Linked DNA regions of Mus musculus: regions 1 and 2 are each linked to region 3. Evidence: chromatin contacts called from public HiCAR-type and promoter capture Hi-C data. All regions are on one chromosome and are shown on one strand. Each heading gives the region's core, a stretch centred on a gene start, on an enhancer-like site or on the middle of the called end of the contact. The rest is flanking DNA. Distances are from core to core; before and after follow the strand shown.

Region 1 (4,568 bases), core at 1,237-3,736, 1.9 Mb after region 3:
GCCAAACCAAAAAAAAAAAAGGGTCTAAGTTACCTTTTTGTCTATTAACTGTAGCAATAAGGAGAAACAATACAAGGGGATGAACAAGACCACCCATGATACACTGAAAAGGTATTACACCTTGGATCTAAGAATGATCTGAAGGTGCTGAAAGAGGTGATTCTCTAGAAGGTGACCCAGGGTTTTCTTCAGGTGGAAAAACTGTGAGAGTGCAAGCCCGAATGCCACCCAGCGACTCAGGAAGATCAAAAACTTTATGCCACTCGTCTTTTTCTGGGTCATATTTCTGGACAATTTCTACCATGCACCGGTTATTCCAAGAATATCCACCAACAACATAGATTTTGTTTTCAAAGACTGCAACTCCAACATCACTCTGACCTCTCAGCATAGCAGCAATTGGTGTCCACTGGTCAAGAGTTGGCGAATAGTATTCGCAGCTTAGGACATCATCATAATCACTTGTTCCTCTGAAGTGGTTGCCACCGATGACATACAGCTTGTCTCCAACTGTACACATGCAATGCAGACCTCGGACTGTAGTCATAGGAGCCTTCTGTGTCCATTTGTCTGTATCTGGGTCAAAACACATGAGCTCATTTTGGAAAGTGTCATGAGTGATTCCTCCGGAAATATACATTAAACCCCCATATACTGTTCCAGCATGGCCATAGTGGGGTTCACTCATCTTTGCAACGTAGCTCCATTCATTCATTCTTGGGTTGTAACATTCTACTGTGGCCAGTTCACCAGCTGCACTGCGCCCACCAACTGCATATAAATGTCCTTTGAGGGCACTCAGGTGAAAGAATGTGCGCTTTTCGTTTAATGATGCCACCTGCATCCACTTATTATAACGAGGATCAAATCTGAAAACTGTATCAACAGCCGTTTTTCCTTTTGTATCATAATTACTCTGGCCACCAACTACATAAAGGAAATTTCCAATAACAGCAATGCCATGCTGGTATCGAGGAGCATCCATGGGCGCTAACGACTTCCACTCCTGCGCCCTTTCGTCGTACATTCGTAACTCTTTACTGACAACTAGCTGTTGTCTCAAAACTCCTCCTAAGGTAACCAAATGAGTAGAATCAGATCGAATGGCAGTTCTGTCCGACTGCATCACCGGCTGCATATACGGCATCATTTGGTAATTGCTTGCTTCCAAAAGTAAATTCACACAGGTATTGTCTGTTCTCATGAAATCTACTGTCTGCACATAGTTGATGAGATCCTGTGGTGTCATCAGTGGAAAGCGAATATTCTTCATTAATTTTGCGGCATAGTCCATCCGAGGGTCTTCCAGCCTCAGCCAGCGGCAGGCTGCCTTGAAGAGCTCAAGTTCCGAACAGTGCTTGAGACTATTGCTGGAAAGCACAAAGGCAAGCCGTTCAAAGGGGAGTTTCAGAAACTCCCCAGTATTCAACAAGGCAGGAAAGTTCTTCAGGATGAAATTATTTACGTATTTATCCACTTCTATAAGATTGTAGGTGTTAGCAATCCGGCCAACCTCCACACAGTTATCCAAAGAGACGCCTGATATAAGAAATACTTTACAAAAATCCAAAACCGGCAAGATCTGTAGAAAGCTGGCAGCTTCAAGAGTGTCCTGAAGATTGTCCATATTAAGAGACAGTTTTGCAGTATAAATAAAATCAATGATTTTCTTCAGACCAACTTTGTTCACCCCATGAAGCTTGATGCACATCAAATCTTTCTCTTTCATTCCTCCAGTGAACATGGCCTTGAAATAATCACTGGCAGACGCCATCATGGCTCTATGAACCGGGAAGATTTCCTCTCCATCGCCAGGTACCAGCGTCACGTCACAAAGTAGGCCCTCTATTCTGAGCTGATCAAAGCCTTGCAATACAACCGAACTGTGCGTGTTGCTGGTAAAAAACCGCGTAGTTCCAGACTTGCAAGGCTGCAGGTGGGCAGAGACGCCCATGTCGCCGTTACCCAGAGACACCTTCATGGGAGAAGCCGGAGCTCGCTGCGAGCTGCAGGCCGCAGACGTTACAAAGAGAACGCTCTCGGGAAACCCCGGGGCCGCCGAACCAAGGGCAAGCAAGCGGTCGCCGCAGCACCGCTCTGGGCACACCGACGTCCGCCCTGCAGCAACAGCAGCACGCACCTCAAATCTGCCAGGAGAGCGGGTGAGTCATCACCCGGGGCAGTTACGTGACCGCTTCACCTCCTCCGGTCCCGGGCTGTCGTCCTTCGCCGCTGCGCTCAGGGCGGGGGAGGGGCCGTCACGGCCTGCGCACCCCGGCTGCCGCCCTCCAAGGCTCAGCCACCCCAACGAGCTGCGGCCGCGTCCTCTGCGATCCCCGCTGTGTCGTCGCGGCTACGGACTTGGCTTGGAGCAGGGCCTGGAATCCCGACTTGGGCCTAGAACGGCGGCCTAGCACCGAGAGCCAGCCCGACCTTCCGGAAAGGCAGAATCCCAGGATCCCCCGGGCTAGGAGCGGCTGCACAGCTAGTGCGCTTGCGCGGCTGAGCTGGCAAGGGGGCGGTGGATGGGGGCAGGGCGCGGGCGGGACTGGGGGCGGGGTTCCGGCCGGCCAGCGAGGCCGGTGCAGGGTCCATTATGTAAGCTTGTAGGAATGCGCGTGCGTGTGCTTAAGCTTGCTTTTCAAGAGCGCGTTCTTTTCAAGATTTACGCTTAAGGTCTTTGCCAGAGCAGCAACGAAAGGCAACCTTTGTTCAAACACAAGAAGCCTGGCAGAAGAAATCATTGTATCGTTTTATTTATTTATTTTCTTCAAGAACAGTTTTACAGTTTGCGTCACACTCAATTAAAAATGTTGATTGTAAAAGGTTTTTTGTTTGTTTGTTTAACATTTAAGACACATGAGATTTAACTTGCCACTAAATTTTGGTCCTAATGATACATTTTTTTAATATTTGGCAGGAGAGATAATGCCTTCATAAATACGGTTTTCAGGGTTTTGTTTTCCAAACACTATTTTTAACTGGCTACAGTTTTCCAGTAGTTGAGCATGTTATAGTTTACTTTGTCCACTGTTTTCATCAGTGTACAAATGTCCTCCATTATCTTATGGACTCTGTAATAAGCGCAGATGATTTGAACACAAAACGTTATCCTGATTTGGATAATGATAATATTTGGTAGAATATTCAAGTCAATGTTTCCAAAATAGTTACCCTTTGCGTTTCCCTTGTGTTGAACTTTGCTTTTATAAGTATTTTTTATTAACATGCAGTTCTCTAGCTACTGGCAAATTTTAACTTTGATTTGAGAATAAGTATATAATTTGCCGTAGTTCTCTGTTCTCGAAGTTCCAAATCCTTCTAGCGTTTACTTGTATGCAGACTAAGAATATACTTACATTCTTATGCTCCACTTCCTGGCTCTTTTCTAAATGGCATGTATCCTACTGGATTTTTTTTTTCCAGTTCAAGATTTTCCAAAATTGGTATATAGAGAGCTTACTTACAACCTGTTGATGACCCCAAAAAAATGTATGTAATTTACTTAACTATAGGTGATTAATCTTCCTTTATTTCTCCTTCCTTCTTCTCCCGGTGGTTTCCGGCCAATTGCAGCAATCCCGGGAAACTAGTAGAACAACATTCTTTTCCCCAAACTAGTAGAACAACCTGTGGTCGTCGTTCCTTCCCCCCCCCCCCCCCAGGTGCCCTGTTATACCAGAGCTTTGTTGAAATGAGAATGGTCTTGAGAAGTTCTTCCCAGGAGCTAAGTTCTGGGAGGCTGCTTGGTTCAGGAGTTGGGGTAAGCCTTTCCTGAGTGGCTCTGACATGTCACCTGGCTGTGAAGAGGCACTTCCGAGAGATTAATTTCTACCTGTAGGGAAAGAAAGAACAAGATCACTTCCTGAGAAGGTGCCAGAGCAAACTTCAAGACATCGGTCCTTTCCCTACTAAGCTAGCAAGGTTAATGAGAAACCAGGCATGAACATTTATGGTTATTAGGGACACATGCTCCTCATATTTCAATGGTTTATTTTACATTTATTTTTATGTTCATTGGTGTTTTGTCTGCATGTATGGCTATGCGAGGATGTCAACTGGAGTAACAGGCAGGTGTGATCTATCCTCTAGATGCTTGGAACTGAACCCTGGGTCCTCTGGAAGAGCACCCAGTGCTCTTTACCTCTGAGCCATCTCTCCAGCCACCAACATTTAACTATTTTAAAAGATTATTTTGGGGGCTGGTGAGATGGCTCAGTGGGTAAGAGCACCCGACTACTCTTCCGAAGGTCCAGAGTTCAAATCCCAGCAACCACATGGTGGCTCACAACCATCCGTAACAAGATCTGACTCCCTCTTCTGGTGTGTCTGAAGACAGCTACAGTGTACTTACATATAATAAATAAATCTTAAAAAAAAAAGATTATTTTGTTCTGCTTTCACCAATATTTGGTAGTCATGTTAAACAGGTATGTGTTAAAAGCATCGACTTAGGGTCATCGGCCCACTAGACATAGCATTTACTCGTGTGCTTTATTATATCAATTCCAATATATTTTTTTTTAATTTCATTTATTATATCTTAGTATTTAGCACATATGAGATCA
Region 2 (4,396 bases), core at 1,166-3,665, 1.2 Mb after region 3:
GGGACACTCTACAGCAACCTGGCACCTAGTATCTCAAACACAGAGGCCAGAATTGCCTAGAGAACCGACTTCTCTAAACGGAACAATAACTACCTCCAATGCATTCTTGGCTAGTAACACAGGTAAAGCTCGATTTCTCCAGGAAAGGGGGGGGGGGGGGTGTGGAAAGGTGCAAACTGTTTATTCCCTCCAGCTTTGCTCTCCAAACCTCCAAACCCAGTAACTAATTACATGGTCCCCAAAGGACCTACAGCAACCCAAGAGGGCTGGGAGGAATAAACACGCGACACCTGACGGTCCTTTCTCTGTGCTGACTTTCCCTAAGCCCAAGTCGAACACTCACGCGCGCGCGCGCCCGCGCGCGGGCAGCAGAGACCTGGCCAGCACGGCGCCGCGCCCCCGGGTCCCAGGCTAGCCCGGCAAGCGCGGCGCGGGGGGCGGGGAACGGCCCGGGGAGCGCCGGGGCCCCGCGATTGTTTCCTCCCGGAGCAAAGACATTTTTTATCAAGTCTCTTTTGTATTCGAGCCCTACCTCTTTTTGGCCTAGGGAAGCTTTCGTGCAAGTGGAAGACGACTTTCTCCACAAAGTGCTGAATGTTACTGTGCTCCGGGCCGCGCACGAACACCATCCAGTCGTGGGTGAAGCCCTCCACTGTGGGTTTCTTCCTCACCTGGGCGCGGTGCCCCAGCTCCAGCTTCACCTGCACGGCACACTGCGGGCAGGGGGAGGAGAGACAGCCGTGAACAACAGGAAGGCGACCGTTCGCTGCTCAACATTGCGCCTGACATTTTTTTCCCTCCTCCTTGAAACGCACATAAAAGGAAACGGCAGTGCCCTCTCCATCCACGTTTCACGCGCGTGGGCGCGCACACCCCACACCCCCAGATACACCGGGCCGGGCCGCAGGGGCCCCCGGCGCCGCTACACAGCGGCCGGGATTGTAACGGAATGTTACCCCTAGTCGCGAAGGGGGTCGGGGAAAGGGGAGAACACGACCACCACGGCAAGCACGACAACAAACGCGTCGGTAACAAATTAGGAGACAATCAGGAGGGGATGCTGGGGCGCTTTCCCGGCGTGGGAGGGGAGGTGGCTGAGATAGGGGACCGGGGTTTCTAGCGAGCCCCCTCCCCGAAAGTACCGCGGCGACAGGCACACGCCGAGGAAGTCTTTGTGTACGTGTATGTGTGCGTGCGTGTGGAGCGCGGTGCCAGGCGGAATGGAAACTACAGGCAGCCTCTGCTAATGGGCACAAACTCCCGTGTTCTTTCTTACCACGGGGTTCGTGCACAAGAATGAAACGTCGTCACACATACACTCACTCACGCCCGCACGAAAACACGCCAAGGCATCCCCAACTCAAAGCACCCCGCACCCCTCGGCGAACAGCCCCCCACGACCAGCAAGGCCAGCCCAACAGAGCCAACGCTGCACACTTTCAAGAGCCAAAGTGGTCGCAAACTCCCTCCAGCCTCCCCCCACCCGCCCCCCCAGCGAAAGCCACAAAACGCAGAAAGGCAGGGCTACTGGCGGACCGCCGCGGAGCCCCGGTCGCGCACACCGGCCGCTGGGGCAAAGTTGCGAGCAGCCCCGCCGCTGTCAGCCCGCACACTCGGGCTCACGCGCGCGCCGCGGAGAACGCACCATCGTGGCGGCCGCGGCGCTCGGCGGAGGTGCGGCCGCAGAGGCTGCTCGCCGCGTCCCCGGACCGTGCCCGCAGCTCCCGGCGGCGGCGGCGGCTGAAATATGGCTGAGTTATTATTCGCCTCCTTCCACCGGGTGTGAGTGTGTGTGTGCGCGTGTGTGAGCCAGAGGGAGTGTGAGTGCGCTTCTTGCGATTGCAAAGAGGCGAGGCGGGCGGGAGGCGCGGGGGGGGGGGTGGCGGTGGCGGTGGCGGCGAGTGTGCGAGTGTGTGCGCGCGCGCCGGGGGGGGGGGGGGTGGGGAGGAGGGAGAGGCGGCAGCTCCCCGCGAGCAAAACCAACCTTTCTCTAATTGGAACCGCGGAGCGCTGGCGCTGTCTGGGCTGCGGCGGCGCGGGGCGGAGGAGGAGAGGGAGGGGGGCTTTTATTATTTTTTTTGCATGTACTTACCGAGCTAGCCATGCCTGGGGGCCCGGAGGTTTGCCGGGGTGTTGTGTGGTACCCCCCCTCCCCCGCCCCCTTCAGCTGTAATTCATGAAGAGGCTGCTATGAATGAGAGCGCGCCCGGGAGCTGAGGGTAGATGGCGGACATGCTCTGCCTTGGCCCCCACCCCACCCCGTGCTCGCTCTCTCGCTCGCTTATTAAACTCAGCCCCAAAAGCAAAAGCAGCAGCAGCAGCAGCAGCAGCAGCTCCGGGGCCAGAGGATGAGTCCGGAGCATGCGCCGTGGCGCCTGACACCCGGGCTTCGAGCCTCTAGGGGCGGAGGGAGGGCGTGCGGGCGGGGCGGAGCGCGCGGGGAGGCCGAGCGACCGAGCCAGGGGGAGCTCGAAAGAGCCAATCAGCGGCCGCCTCCCCGAAACCCCGGCGGCCCGCAGCGCCACACTGGAACGCCTCGCTTAAAGTAACAGGTTCCTGATGGGGGAGGGGGGAGGAAATGGAGGGAGGGGGCCCGGCACTGGGAGAGCGGCCAGCTGGGGAGCCATCCCGGCCCCTGTGCAAACTCCGTTCTCCCTACAATAAAAAACGGATTAAAACTGCTGGAATGTGGCCACTGCCTGGAGCCCCCCAGCCGCAGGAGAAGGGGTTGTTAAATCAAGTCTTTGGCGGTAGTGAGCACGTTTGGGAAGGGGGAGCGGGCTTGTTTTTACTTTCCACCATGGATTTTTGCGGGTTTGTGCTGAAATCGCAAGAACGCACACCCAAACAAACTTATTTAAACAGAGAGCAAGAGAAATCCACGCTACCAAAGAAAAAAAAGAAGGGGGAAAAAAGCCTCCTGATAGCAATCTCTGGGACTGAACAGCCCCCAGCAACCTTAAATCCCTTTCCCTATCTACTCCGAGCCACCAACCTACCCCGCCCTCCCACCGTCGCCACTGAAAACTTTAAAAAAGAAAAAGAAAAAAAAAGAAAAGAAAAAAAGAAATGAACGCGAAACAAGAATGCCATTTCCTTCCTAGGAAACGCCTCCCGCCTCGGTGTTCCCGGGCTGAGAACCGTGCCCAGGTGGAGGCGGGACACCTGGGAGTGCCCGTCGCAGAGCCTTAGGGAACCCGCTTCCCAGTTGTTTGCTTCAGGAGGCTTCCCCCTCGCTGACAACCTGCTGGGTTGCATCAGGGTCTGCCCTCTCTCTAAGGGCGCGCCAGACTACTGGGAACCTTAAAATAGATAAAGTTAATACTGACTATAATGTGCATAAATTGGATTATAATCTTTAGGCATATTGGTGACAGCCAACATAATCCATCTCTGGGTATTAATCCATTTAGGCTCCCGGGTGACAACCCCTCGCAGAAGTGTTCTAGAGTTGCTCTTCTACAAATGCTCCATCTCCGATTGTAGTTTGTCTCAGTGGCCACGGGTAGAATATCAAGCCATACGTGAAGCGAAAAAAGAAGAAGAAGAAGAAGAAAGAAAAAAAAAAGAGTTACTAGCTTCCTCTAGAAACACAGACAACCTTTAAAAAGGAAACGGATAAGATCTAGACGATATACGAAAATGAAAGATGGGTGTGACTTTTGTTTCGTTAAAGTTCTTGTACCTCTCTGGCTCTTAACTCCTTTTTTGAACTGGTTTGGGGTGGTGGCTGTTTTCCAGAGTTTATCTTTTGTTCACCATCTTTTTTTCTCCAGATTGCCAACTTCTTTTCTCCCTGTGTTTTTTGTCTCTCTTCCTCTTTCTGACTCAACTTTATTGCTTTCTTCTTTTCCTCTCGCCGGGAGACCATGAAAGCACAACTCGGCCCTTGCATTGAACACTTGAGAATAACGGGAAGGAGGTTTCCTGGAGCGTCCCAGGTTCTCCATGACCACGTTCAGTTTTTCCCACTGCTCACAAAGTAGATGATGGGGATTAGACAGGACCAGGTCCAGCCAAGTTCAAAGCAGCACGTTTCCAACTCGAGTAGTGTGATTCTCCTAAAACTGGTACACCCATCCTCCAGGATTCAGCCCAGAAGTGGGGAAACTTGAACAGAAGTCCAAGGACATATTTCCCAACCAAGTCTGTAAGAGTATGTCATCTTGTATGCATGTGTGTTTGTGTAAGCGCTAAGTTAGACAGAACTGCTGTGTGTGGGATATAAGCAAGGGATGACTATCTACTGTGCATTCTTACACCGTTTATCAAATAATCAAATTGCAGAGAACTATTTTGGAATGAAGAAGTTGAAAACTGAAGATTATGTGAATGTTTTTAGTAACTGAAAGGTGACCATTCCGCGTTTGCACTGATTCCAGAGTTGGTCTCTTGG
Region 3 (4,254 bases), core at 1,026-3,525:
TTTTTTAAAGTATTACTCTGACCCTATGGTCTGCATTCTTTTTCATTTATGCTTGAATCCTACTTTTAGATGGACTCTGCCTACTATTAGAACTTTTAAAATTTGTTTTAGCCTTTTGAATTTACACTTACTCCACATTACAGGTCTCTTTAGGAACAGAAACTTGCTGTCATCTCAGCTCATGGACCCTTGTAAATAAGCTGGGATAGTCAAGTTCTGCTACAGGTCAGCCACTCTGTCCATGAGGGGAAATGGACCATTTTTAAACCTCTTGTCAACTGAGTTACACGTTTCCTTTAGTACCACTCTAATTAGTACATGTACAAGTCCACAGTCCTGAGTTATTTGTATCTCACATACAAGCCATGTCCTACAGACACAGTAACATCGTGTACCTGATGCTGTACTCTTCATTAATGAGTATGCTGCCTAACACATAGTATTTTTTCTTACGTTTAAGTGTTTTTCCTGACTTCCATAATCTATGTCCCAGAGGTGACAAATACGAGAGCCAGTCATCAGTAAGTCCAAAACACCAGCTTAGAACCCGGTCTCTCCAAAATCCTCTCCTGCAAGTTGTCCTCTAGCCCCTACATATACATCAAGTGCTTTAAAGGATTTTCAAATGTATTAAAATGAGAATGCCTTCGTAATCTCAGAATCCTGGCCATTCCTAACCCCAAAGCCATGAACATAAAGTCTGGTAAGCCAGACTCCGGGCTGGCAAGCAAAGCTGCAGCAGTAGCACAATACACCCCCCCCCCAAATCCATTACCTTCTTTGTTTAAGGGCTTCCTGACAACATACTGGCGGACATCATCTTCTTTGGAGAGATTAAAAAGCTTGCGGATTCTACTAGCCCTTTTAGGTCCCAACCGACGAGGCACAGTAGTGTCTGTCAGTCCAGGAATATCCTTCTCTCCTTAAAGAAACAATCAAAATAGAGACATTAAATGTTTATCACTTGGGAAACAACTTCTTGGGCCAATGCCCACTACCTAGGAGGCAGATCTCTCTCAATAAACAAGCAAGCAAGCTTCAACAAAAGCCTCACCTTTCTTTACAATGACCAAGTTGAGAACACTGAGATTAGCGTCCACAATGCATCCACGAACAGACTTGCGCTTCCTCTCTCCAGTTCTCCTTGGCCTGTAACAGGAATGCCCCTTACTCAACAGCAGGCGCACTCTGCCATGGGTCAGAACACCTTGCTTCATGGGAAAACCTTGCTTGTCATTCCCACCGCTGATCCGGACCACATAACCCTGCGTTGAACATAAAATAACAACATTTTACTAGTTCAGTTCCAACCTACTAAGTGCAGGTTCTTAACCTCTTAGGTTCAACACCCGACTAGGGAGAATAACTGAGACCAATTTCAACCACTCACGTTTTGTCTCCGTTTCCAACTAAGGTAAACTAGCCATCTCTCTCCTTTTGACTTACCCTGACTACCCCGGTTTTACTAGCATGAACATGAAAGGCTTTTTTTAAGACCCTGAATTCCGTACGGCAAGCAAGAAAGAAGCATGTCCTTTCGGCCCATTTCCCCAAACTTGGTTCTATTAATGAAACTTAACCCAAAACAGCCCTTGCGCTCGCCAAGCTGGGACATGGATGCCGGTAACAACCTTACCTTCCACTCTTCACCAAGAGCATCAGCGGCTACTTCCGTGGCCATGCGCTTCTCATAGAAGGTGCGGAGCTTGCGCTCGTCATCCACCTCGATGAGCTTCTGACAGCCGGTGGCGGGGAAGGAGATGTTCAGCTACAGTTTTAAAGGGGGACAAGAGAGAACCTTAGGGACCCAAGCCGGGCCGACAACGCAGGGCGTCCGAGGCTCGGATCCCACGCCCGGCAAAGCGCCGCATCCACGGGACATTTTACAGGAGCTCTGTGGGATGCTGAGGACGCCGGGCGACCCTCAAGACCTCCGCTAGCAGAGTGGCGAGGGCTCGAGAGCCGCAAGGCTGCCAGCCGCGAGCGGGGCTTCGGGACCGCGCGTGCCGGGCCCGGAGCCGGGCGCCGCTATGGCGCTACGTCCACCGCGGCGGCGCTGCAATCGCCCGCCATCCGCTCTCCCAGAGCGTCCCAGGGCCGCCAAAACGAGTTCCCTCCCGCCTCGGATCCTTCTCCACTTAGTGCGGGACTTATGCGAGCCTGGGACCGAGGCCGTGCCGCACGCTCGGGCTCGGGCGGCCTCACTCGGCCCTGGCCGGGGACGCCTACCTTCATCTTGACACAGCCGAGCGCCTGGGAGGCGTCACGAAAAAGAGGCCCGACTTCCGCTTAACCCAGGGCACATAGCGCTCTAAGTTCTCGCGAGAACAGCCGGCGGAAGTGACTTTAGAGGGGCGTTACTTCCGGGCGTAGATTAACTAGACTATGGAGAGGCCGGTTTGCAGCGAGCTGTCATTTTAGCTTCCTGGACCTTCCTGGTGACGGGGTCTGTCGTTTATCACCGGGGTTAGCCGCTTCCAGACTGGTCTACTGAGGAGCCGAATCTCCGTTTGCGACCCTGGTTTCTAGTAGTACCTAAAATGGGAAAGCACGACCGGAATTGTCGCCCTGGCTGTCAGGTCCCTCATCCGTACAGAAGATTTCCAATCCGGGATCTTGTCCTGATCCCAGCGATTGAGTGGCTCCTGTAGTCGCCGGACCGCAGAGGCTAAGCAGTCACGTTTACCCAGCACAGACATCTATCGTATGCCTCAGAGTCTTGAGCCTCTCTGCTTTCGCTCTTCTTCTGCCAAAATTGTCCCTTTTGTGGCTGGGCTGGGGGTGACAACTCAGATTGGAAATTGAGCCTCGGGGCTCATCACTGAGCGGCACCGTCGTTGTCAGCTCTTTTTTCAAAACACAAATTAACACCATTTCCATGCTTGTTTACTGCAGTCACACACAGTTCTGTTCAAACTCGTCTTTTGTTTTTCTGAGACTGTCTTTGTATAAAACCCTGGCTGTTCTGAAAGTCTCTATGTACATCATACCCATCTGCTCACCACTGTCACCAATTTCTGTCTCTAAAATTTTGAGTAAGTCCATCATGTGATGGAATCAAATGGAAGTTGTCTTTTTATAACTGGCTGGCTTCACTGAGTGCAGTCTTCAAGTTTATATTTTTCTTCCTTTTAAAGGCGCGTGTGTGTGTGTGTGTGTGCGCGCGCGTGCGCGCGCGCGCGATCACATTTTGTGTGTTGATTTTCTTGTTGAACATTTTTGTTGCTTTATACAATATCCTTGGAAGTATGGCTGCCTGCCTCTGCCCTCAGACATCAGAAGGGGTCTGATCCCTTTGAATTGGAGTTACAGATGGTTGTCAGCTGCCATGAAGGTTCTGGGAATTGAATGCTGGTCCTCTGGAAGCCCAGCTACTAGTCTTAACCACTGAGATGTCTCTCCAGACCCTGTGACCTATTTTTAAATTTTGGATTGTTAGACCTGCCATTGGTGATGCCTGCTTCTAACCCTGGCACTATGGAAACAGGCAGGACGGCTGTCACAAGTTCTTGCCAGCTTGGACTATATAGTAAATTCCAGGGTAGGCAGAAATACACAGTGAGAGCCTGAATCAAACATGCACACAAGTGAGAGAGGGGTTGGAGGAGCTTGCATGTGATACTGAGGTATCTGAAGGCAGGCTTTCACCTTGCAGCCCAGGCTGATGTCAAACTCCACGGTGTTGCTGGGGGATGACTCCTGATCCTGGAGCTTTCACCTCTCAAGTGCTGAGATTATCATAGGCCTGTGCCACCGCAATCTGATCTTAAAGACTGGTCCCTGTTTATTTTAGTTCTTGTATTAGGTCAGTGGTCCACTTGGAGTTTTGTTTTTTAAACCAAGTCTTACTGTGTTGCCTAGGCTGGCCTCTTGGCCTCTGTACTTGAACAGTCCTTTTACAGCCTTCCAAGTGGCTGGAACTACAACACATGCCATTGAAATCTGCACAGTGGTCATGCTCATATGTCTCTCCAACAGTAGACTCGCCTCCTCCTTTCCCATGTAGGTATGTAGTTGTTCCGGCAGTGCATGTGATGGGAGCGCTCTCCACACACTTGACCTGACCCTTTGGTTTGTTATGGCTGTCCAGTGCCAGGTCACACTAGTTTTGTTTTTGTTTTTTGAGACAGGGTTTCTCTGTTTAATCCTGGCTGTCCTGGAACTCACTCTGAAGACTAGGCTGGCCTTGAACTCAGAAATCCACCTGCCTCTCCCTCTCAAGTGCTGGGATTAAAGGCGTGTGCCACCACTGCC

The links. HiCAR-type assays count read pairs that join an accessible place to other places. Capture Hi-C pulls out chosen DNA fragments and counts their contacts.
Region 1: a contact with region 3 is called in a promoter capture Hi-C map of adipose tissue, with 3 times the contacts expected there. The contact joins the promoter of Klhl9 here to the promoter of Rps6 in region 3. A contact is called at or near these places in 5 of 39 promoter capture datasets (cranial neural crest, hippocampal neurons, liver and 1 more), 6 of 115 datasets of contacts at active chromatin or transcription factors (astrocytes, embryonic forebrain, embryonic stem cells and 3 more) and 2 of 9 other capture datasets (adipose tissue and liver).
Region 2: a contact with region 3 is called in a HiCAR-type map of astrocytes, with 4 times the contacts expected there. The contact joins the promoter of Mllt3 here to the promoter of Rps6 in region 3. A contact is called at or near these places in 2 of 39 promoter capture datasets (hippocampal neurons and pre-B cells), 1 of 115 datasets of contacts at active chromatin or transcription factors (astrocytes) and 1 of 9 other capture datasets (pancreatic islet).

Annotation. Positions count from the first base shown.
Region 1 is chr4:88,720,022-88,724,589 of GRCm38.p6, forward strand. Klhl9 (kelch-like 9) reads right to left here and starts at 2,487. Exons shown (of 1, transcript NM_172871.2): 1 at 1-2,487. The coding sequence starts at 1,981. The coding sequence ends at 128.
Region 2 is chr4:88,030,992-88,035,387 of GRCm38.p6, forward strand. Mllt3 (myeloid/lymphoid or mixed-lineage leukemia; translocated to, 3) reads right to left here and starts at 2,416. Exons shown (of 11, transcript NM_027326.3): 1 at 2,093-2,416; 2 at 533-713. The coding sequence starts at 2,104.
Region 3 is chr4:86,855,092-86,859,345 of GRCm38.p6, forward strand. Rps6 (ribosomal protein S6) reads right to left here and starts at 2,276. Exons shown (of 5, transcript NM_009096.3): 1 at 2,230-2,276; 2 at 1,637-1,768; 3 at 1,055-1,265; 4 at 776-922. The coding sequence starts at 2,235.